3 separate regions of the Mus musculus genome follow, and regions 2 and 3 are each linked to region 1. The links are chromatin contacts, called in public Hi-C maps. All regions are on one chromosome and are shown on one strand. The core of a region is the stretch at or near the end of the contact, and the rest is flanking DNA. Distances in the headings are between cores, read along the strand shown. Region 1 overlaps Gm13481 (predicted gene 13481). Region 2 has its middle 99 kb from the start of Gm31324. Region 3 overlaps Gm13481 (predicted gene 13481).

What was found. A called contact is a pair of places that touch in the nucleus more often than the background predicts.
Region 2: a Hi-C map of bone marrow-derived macrophages shows a contact between it and region 1, with 3 times the contacts expected there. The contact joins two enhancer-like sites. A contact is called at or near these places in 4 of 484 Hi-C or Micro-C datasets (bone marrow-derived macrophages, group 2 innate lymphoid cells, myocytes and 1 more).
Region 3: a Hi-C map of myocytes shows a contact between it and region 1, with 2.8 times the contacts expected there. The contact joins two enhancer-like sites. A contact is called at or near these places in 1 of 15 datasets of contacts at CTCF or cohesin (large pre-B cells) and 1 of 484 Hi-C or Micro-C datasets (myocytes).

Annotation. Positions count from the first base shown.
Region 1 is chr2:48,397,152-48,399,851 of GRCm38.p6, forward strand. The region is part of intron 1 of Gm13481 (predicted gene 13481); the gene reads right to left. Among named protein-coding and RNA genes, the nearest start is that of Gm25338, 14 kb to the left of the region's middle. Within about 2 kb of position 1,275, at least 29 of the 459 cell types and tissues checked have an H3K27ac peak or open chromatin away from gene starts, as enhancers often do. A contact at or near this core is called in bone marrow-derived macrophages and myocytes, where this site is marked.
Region 2 is chr2:48,692,995-48,695,694 of GRCm38.p6, forward strand. No RefSeq gene overlaps it. Among named protein-coding and RNA genes, the nearest start is that of Gm31324, 99 kb to the right of the region's middle. Within about 2 kb of position 1,312, at least 28 of the 459 cell types and tissues checked have an H3K27ac peak or open chromatin away from gene starts, as enhancers often do. A contact at or near this core is called in bone marrow-derived macrophages, where this site is marked.
Region 3 is chr2:48,081,130-48,083,829 of GRCm38.p6, forward strand. The region is part of intron 4 of Gm13481 (predicted gene 13481); the gene reads right to left. Among named protein-coding and RNA genes, the nearest start is that of Gm52576, 250 kb to the left of the region's middle. Within about 2 kb of position 1,447, at least 18 of the 459 cell types and tissues checked have an H3K27ac peak or open chromatin away from gene starts, as enhancers often do. A contact at or near this core is called in myocytes, where this site is marked.

The DNA of each region.
Region 1 (2,700 bases), core at 25-2,524:
CAGGAGACTCCAGGATTGCCTAGGTCTCAGCTCTTAAACATTATGTAATCAGCAGTTGCTCCATGTGTTGTGCTGCAACCTTATCCAAGCTACAACAGCTTCTGGTAGGTACCCAAATCCCACACAGCCTTACTCATTCACTTCTTCCCCTTTGAACATTCTGCATGAAGAACACTTTCCCTAACCCATCTCTCTCTGTTCTGCTTTCTCATCCATTCATGGATCCGTCCTCTGACACCTAACTCCCCTTCTATGCCCAGATCCCCTTGTCTAGGTTACTGTCACTGCGATTACCTGGTATCATCTCGGTTACACTTTTCACGCCCTGTTTTCCATGCCTTCTCTTTAAATTTTATTTCTATTATGTCACTGCTACTGTTGCAACTTATTATGTACATTTAACAATAAAGTCTAAAATTACTGCATGTCCTAGTCCTTTACCTGAACAACATAAGATGCCAAGCATATTTAAGTGTGATTCCATTTAAGTTCTAGAGCCCTCACTTGATCAATAGCTTATCGCTTTCATAAAAGTGAATCAAAGAATTGAAAGTAAACTTTTAAAAGGGAAAAAGCATAGGCAACCATAGGTAGAAACCTGTTTTGTTGCTGCTTGTAGCCAATTAGACACTTTAGCATCAGGCTATCTCTTGTGGTACATGGATATCACAGGGACCGTTTAGAGGAAATTACCAAGTCCTTAAGTAGAAGTGATGTTAGCCTAAAGCAAAGAGGACAAAAAAAAAAAAAAAAAAAAAAAAAAAAAAAAAAAAAAACAGACAAAGAAGATTACTAATGATTTCTGAAACAATAAAAAGTCACTAGAAAGCCGGGAGTGGTAGTGCACGCCTTTAATCCCAGCACTCGGGAGGCAGAGGCAGGCAGATTTCTGAGTTCAAGGCCAGCCTGGTCTACAAAGTGAGTTCCAGGACAGCCAGAGCTATATAGAGAAACCCTGTCTCGAAAACCCAAAAAAATTAAAAAGTCACTAGAAAGAACATCCACACTCCTAGTGCCAGTGATGGACCCAAACCAGAGAGTACTGTCAATATTAAAGAAGAAAAGGTTTGGATTTAGGGCAAGGAATCACTCAGCTTTTTTTGAGTTATAACACTCTTATGTGCAAGAATATGCAACCTTGAGGGAGAGGATGGAAACTACTTCTTAAAACTCAGCATTCAGTTATCTGCAGGAAGAAGGATACACTATGTCCTCTTGGTTGAGTATTTCCAGTCCTGTGAGATAAGGAGGTTATCTTATATCATATATTTACATGATCTCCTAAAAAACACAGCATGTTCTATGCTTACTTAACATTCTCAAGTTCTCCTTTAAAGTAAATTACCCCAGCACATTTAAACTTTCCAGTGTAATGTTTGACATCTTTCACCATTTTTGTGTGCAGTTAAACCCTCCTCAAATTCTTTGCAACTTCTAATAAATAGAATTAAAAAAAAAATACACACATCTCTCCAATAAGGACTCAGGCAATGCCAAGTCAAAATAAGCAGATTACTCCATGGCTTCTGCATGTCATGCATCTATTAATACATCTAAGGATCATGTTCGCACTTTTAATAATAGCACTGGGCTGCTGACTCACATGCAGGCAAGTTTCTACTTCCTTCTTACCTACATAATTATTCCCTTTCTTGTGTCAGCTTGGTTTGTTTTTCTCTCTAGTCCCATCCTGTTTAGCTTGGCCAATTCTTTAAATTTTTCAAAGGTCCATTGAATGTTTGCCCTGACTTCCATGCATCAATAACATCATCAAAATGAACATTTTCTTTTCTAAGTTCCAAACAATCAAAGAATACACAAGCGTTTGGAAACTCACGTGACTATTTGCAATTACATGGGAAGCTCTCTATGAGGTGTGTGGGATAAACAAACTTGGTTTAGCTACTAATGCATTACACTCTTTCAGAGATGTGGATAGGAAGATAGAAAACCACCAGCAGTCAGCAGCAGTCAAAGGGAGATTTGACCATAGAATCATGGAACTAGATTTGGGGTCTCCATGCTACAATATCATGTGAACTCCAAAGAGACAGATACAGAGAAGAGAAAAGAGTAAGAATTAGTATAAATATATAAATCAGACCTTTAATCCTCATAACAACCATGCAAGGTGGTTATAGATGAGGGAAGTCAGCATTTACTAGGAAAGGTAAACTCATCTAAGGTTGCATATCTCTAGTTAATAAGTAACAGAATTAGATTCCAGTTCAGATCTATATGACTCCAAAGTCCATACTTCAGCCCTTGCTTTGAAGTATGCCCTGTGCTTCTGATACGTTGACAGAAAGGCCACATGGAGAGAAATCTAAATTTTATAAGTGAAAATATGCCTGATTCCTCTTCAGGTGCCACTGGGTCAAAGCTTGACATCAAACTGACCAAAAACATGTCCCTGACTGTTCTGGTAATTATCTGACACCCTGGATTTAAATGGCTTACTATTTACACATCCAGGTTTTAAATCTGTAACAATTCTTCTTTAATTTCTGGCCTTAAAATATGCCCATTTTTTTTTTTTAATTTAGAGGAGTTTTGTCTTTGGCAAAAAGAAAATCTATAGTTCATATTGCAAAGCACTCAACACTTTCAGAAGTAACTTAAGTGTCTATTTTGATAGTTTACTGATAATGTTTTCTGCCAAAAGAAGGTAATATTTAATATGCATTCAGATAGGAAGAG
Region 2 (2,700 bases), core at 62-2,561, 300 kb after region 1:
GAGAGCCCAGGTGTCAGAGACTGGCTGGCATTTCTACACAGTGGCCTTTAAACTAACCCCTACTTTCCCTAACAATGAGTTGTTTGTTCTAAATTCCAGATATTCTTAGAAACTGTTGAAATGAGTTAATTGATTGAAAGACATCTAATGTTGGGGTCGGGGAAGTATGCACAATGTAGTATCTAAGTTTGCTTTCTATTGCTGTGATAAATATCATGACCCAGAACAACTTGGGCAAGGAAGGCCTTATTTCGATGTGCAGTTGTAGTCCTTACAGGGGAAAGTGAGGGCAACAAGCCAAGGCAGGGACCTGAGGACAGGAACTGAAGCAGAGGCCATGGAAGAGTAGTGCTTCTTGCCTTGTTCAGCCTGTTCACTTACACATCTCAGGACCACCTTCCCATGGACAGCATCACTTATAGTGGGCTGGGCCCTTCCACATCAGTTATCAATCATGAAATCACCTCCACAGTCCTGCCCACAGGCCAATCGAACGAGGTACCTTCTCAATTGAGATTTCCCTTCCCAGATAACTCTAACTCATATCACACAGACATGACCCAACCAGGGCAGGAGTCACAGAAGAGAAATCTTCAATAATTTTCACCACGACAAAGGAAAAGAAGGATGGTAATGAGGCCTCTCATCAGAGCTTAAGATAAAATTACAGCAGTCTGACTTTCCAAAATCTCACCTCTTTTCAATCAGATGGAAACCAGGCTCCTTTTGCAACATTTTTTTTCCAGAACACTTCCAAGTATTACTTCTCATTATTCTTATATTATTCCATTTGCATTTTAAGCATACAGTGTAAAGGCTTGAAAACAATGAAACATGCAAATAAGGAAGCTGAAAGTGTTCTTTGAGAAGTTAAGTGATGAAAAGTAAGAGCATTCAAGCTCTTTAAATGCAATACATTATCTATTAAATCGGCTTCTCTGCCTTTCCTACCTTCTCCCTGCTTTTGTTACACTCTGCCTTCAAACAAAAAAAAAATTTTTTTCACAAAGGCATTTTTTTTGGTAGAGAAAAGTAACTTTCAGAGTGTGAATTATTTATTTTTAATCTTACAAACATAATGTCTTTTTTGTAAGGGAAAGAGTGTACCATGGGTGGGCAATTCTATGGTTTTCTGTTGCTGCTATTGAAGGCATTGTCTAATTAACAGGGACACATATGATACAGGATATCTCGAAGATGAAGAATCTTCTTTCTTTCTAGGTCAAGGCCTGTGAATTCCACTAAGAATGCTAACTAGTTGAGCCATCACATGACCATTCAAGTTTCATTACAAAGGGCTAGATTTTATAACTTCTGCTTTAACAAGTCAGTTTTCAAATTTTCTGCTTTAATAATCTACATGCTTGGTGGGGGGGGAACCAATTCTCCTTTATTTAACTGCCTTTTAAAGCACTTAAGATAGCCATCTACACAGACACTACTCATAGTAAGTGTGTCTTCATGACAGCAGTGAGAACAAAAGCTACCAGCTCCTTCTCCAAGGATGCCGAGAAGGTAGTAAAATCTTCAATACTTATTTAAAGGCACCTCAAGCTTTCTCCTGGGAGACCATGTTTTACTTCCCTTCCATCCTTCAGCTCTTTCACTCTCTGAAGATTCTGACTATACATCTGTTGTCCTTTTATAGATAATACTGGGTAGCATCAGCCCTCTGTGTGTGGGTATGACTGATCTCAGGAAGTTTGTACGTACTAGTGGTGAGTGACCACAAAGAAGATGATGCTTCTCTTCTGATCTGTCTTCAGGATTTTTACAACATCCTCATTTTTCACTTCTCCCTCACAGGCCTTTCAATCTGCTCTGGAGGGTTCATCTCCGACAGCTTCTCCCACCTGCACAAGTTAGATTCCTAGGCACGCAGGATCACTTCCTCTCACAAGGACTTTATTATAAATTCAGACCCCCAAGATAAAAACTTATTATTTTTAAGTACAAAATTGATATAAACATAATTCATAAGTACAGAAAATAATTTTTAAACAAAAGAAAGAAAAATCCCCTCTCATTATTCCAAACAAACACAGGCTGTATCCTTCCAGATTATATTTTATGCCATTCATATATAAATATATATGCATATACATATATATATACATATATATGTTTATATGAGGCCATACGCACATGTTATTTCCCATGATTCTACTGAGTTACTGGGAATACTCAAAGCTCTTTCTGGAAAATACCTGGTGTACTCTCCCTGAGCCTTGTTATGTCTAACATATAATTAGAAGGATATGGAAAAAAGACTCTGCGTTTAGTAAATCAAGTCACTGAACATATAGAATCCAGAATGAGTCTCCTAACTCCTTCTAGCCCTAACACAGTAGGGCTCTGTTGGGGCTGGGACCAGTTCCTGTGCCCCAGAGATCAGAGCACAGTCCTTGAGTGTGTCCAGCCAGTCCCTCTGGTGCTCATCTGTAAGCTTGCTGAGCTTGCGTCTCCTCCTCCTTCTTCTCCTGTTTTGTTTTCAAACAATTGTAATATCCTCAGGGTAGTAGAAGCTCTTAGCATCCCCAGGATCATATTAGGTAATGACTCCAATCACAGCAAGAAAGGATCTAGGTCTCTCATCTTGGTTCTCTTAACAGCTGTATTTTCATATATTTCTATTTCCTCTTCCTGTATTGTCACATTCTTAAGGTTCCTCTATTTTCCTGAGCTGGCACTAATATATCT
Region 3 (2,700 bases), core at 197-2,696, 320 kb before region 1:
AACTTTTAAGTTGCATATTGGAAAATATAGAAAGTGAAGGTTGGTAGCTTAGTTGAGCTTTAGAAATAGTTAGATTGGTTCTTAAAATTGGCCAATTGCATTTCACAATTTAGAAACAAAGATACAGTAGCCAGGACTTCACAGACCTGATGAGTGAGTCATGACACCAAAGACAATAAACACTGAAAGCAACTTAAGACAATCTCAAATGTAGAGAAAGTTCTTTATAGTGGCACACTGGGCATGTAGCTACGTGTTGTTCTAAGCATGACAGACATTTGTGAGTGTAGCTGTTAAAGCATTCAAACAAATTTGAAGCAAGAAGAGTGGGCAAATACACATTTTCCAATGAGACACAGGCACCAGGCATCATGGGTTCAAACACGACACACCAATAAATCTTTCTAGCCCTTTAGATCACTCTCTAATGCTGGTGTTCAGTATTAGCTAGGGAGTAAACCCTAGCTCATTGTTTTTCTGAAGGTTCCCACAAAACAAATGTTGTATAAAACCTTGGATGCTATTGAGAAAGAAGGCAACCAGTTGCCAAGTAAGTTGATATGCTCAACTGGAACTGTATCACATACTCCTATGTACTGGCCGCTCATCAGAATGATTTCTGTTGTCAGTTTTATTTTTGTGCAGCTAATCACCTCAAAAAAATGTCAGGGCTATTTTACCATCTTTTTTATATGTTAGCAAATGCAGGCTCTTCAGGAACTAATTCAGCCAAGACCCCACAGCTAGTGTGTATTGAGTCTTGGATTCAAATACAATTTTTTATGACATTGAAACGGATTCCACTTATCCACAAAGCTATTAAGAAATAAATAATAGTTGATATCAAGTTCAGTTCCTTTGCTTTATTGTTCTAGATTATTCAGGCAAGGAGGTCTTGAATGTCTCTTTTAAAATATCTATGTCATTGTATCCACTCACAATGATTTGCCAGTAATTGCACACAATCTATAAAAAAAATAATCACCTCATTTTACTACCACATCTCACATGGGATAAAAAGACTCCAAAAGAAAACACAACTATGTAGAATTGAAACCCTTCCTAAAATGTCATTGCCTTAAACTGTGAGCTGCCTTTATGTGACTCTGACTAAAACAGATGTAGGCTCTGTGTCCAGTCCTCCCATTGACACATTTCCAAATAGGCCAATGGACTAGCTCAGCACAACCCAGTCTTTGAGACAAAGGGGAGTCTGACCTTTGGGCGGTCAGGGACTTTATATTGACGTCATACCTCCCACTCAAATGTGCCCTGAATAATATTTTCCCAGGATAGGTACCGTGGGAAAACTTTAATATTCATAGGTGGCAATTCAAAGAATCCTGAAAACTATGTAGAGAAAAAAATGCCCTCTAAGATGACTCCAGTGTCACTAACACAGCAGTCAGAACAAGTATGAAAGCCCAAGGCAATGGCAAGCTTACTCTGCTGTTTGGAACAATGTCCTGCTTGTGTGGGTATCACCCCCTTAAGATTCATATCACAGGCAGGATATGAATGTGTCCCAAGCAGGGTTTGACAGCTGTTTCTGAGCTTTCTAGATCAGAGATAAAAATAGATACTATCAGCATAGCCTTCTTTATGCATTTCCAAATGGATGAGTTGTCATTCATATTATACAACTATTTCTAACCAGTTGCCCAGCCTTCTACCCCAGTAAGCTTTGCTCAGCCACACCTCAGTAACCACTGGGATTCTTTCATAATCATTTTTCCAAGATTCCCAGAAATATCTGAACAATACTTTAAAGACCTGTAAGCCCTGGATTGCTTTGTCAAATCATGAATAAAACACCAGAGTCAGTTACCAAGCACTACCAGAAGGAATGTGAACTCTTTTACCCAGAAAAACATGGTTTTAACAGATCCTGAAAATACCCTTATTGTATAGGCCATCCATGTACTCAAGTGATGACAGCAGGAGGCCCTCCTAGATATTAGGAAAACATACAAAGCAATCACAATCTTGTTTTAAGTTTGCAATCTAGTAATGGAAAAAAAAAACTTACATACAGCTAACCTTGATAATACACAATGAATATTAGTCAAAAGGCACCCTAGCTGAGAAATAGCCACAGTCTTATAAATAATAACTGAACATAGATACAGAAATATTATCTACTTCAGGGATAAGTCAGAGAAGAAAAGATTGATTTTGTCCAAAGCAAGAATTAGTCAATTTCCTCCCTTTCAGGCCACATCAACATGACTTACAGTACAGGTCCACCGTTTTAGAAATGACTTATTGTACTGGGACTCGGGGAGAGGAAACAATAGGTAATATCATAGCTTATCTAGAGTGGAAAATAGAATGATTTTAAGGTGTGACACTGTGGAGTCAAATTCAATTGCCTTTCCCAATTTACAAATATGACTAAGAAAAGTGTGTGTGTGTGTGTGTGTGTGTGTGTGTGTGTGTGTAGGGGTAAGAAAAGTATGTGTGTGTGTGTGTGTGTGTGTGTGTGTGTGTGTGTGTGTGTGTGTAGGGGGGAATTGTGATTACCTAGTAGGTCAAACATAGAAGGCTAGTTGTATGGAAATGGAAGGCTTCTAGAAATTGTGGCTATGAGTTTTTCATATTGATTACTGCATGAAATTGCTGAAATCTCAAGTTCTTGAATTCTGTGGTGGTTTGCCCCAGGGAATGGCACTATGAGGAGGTTTGGCCTTGTTGAAGTAG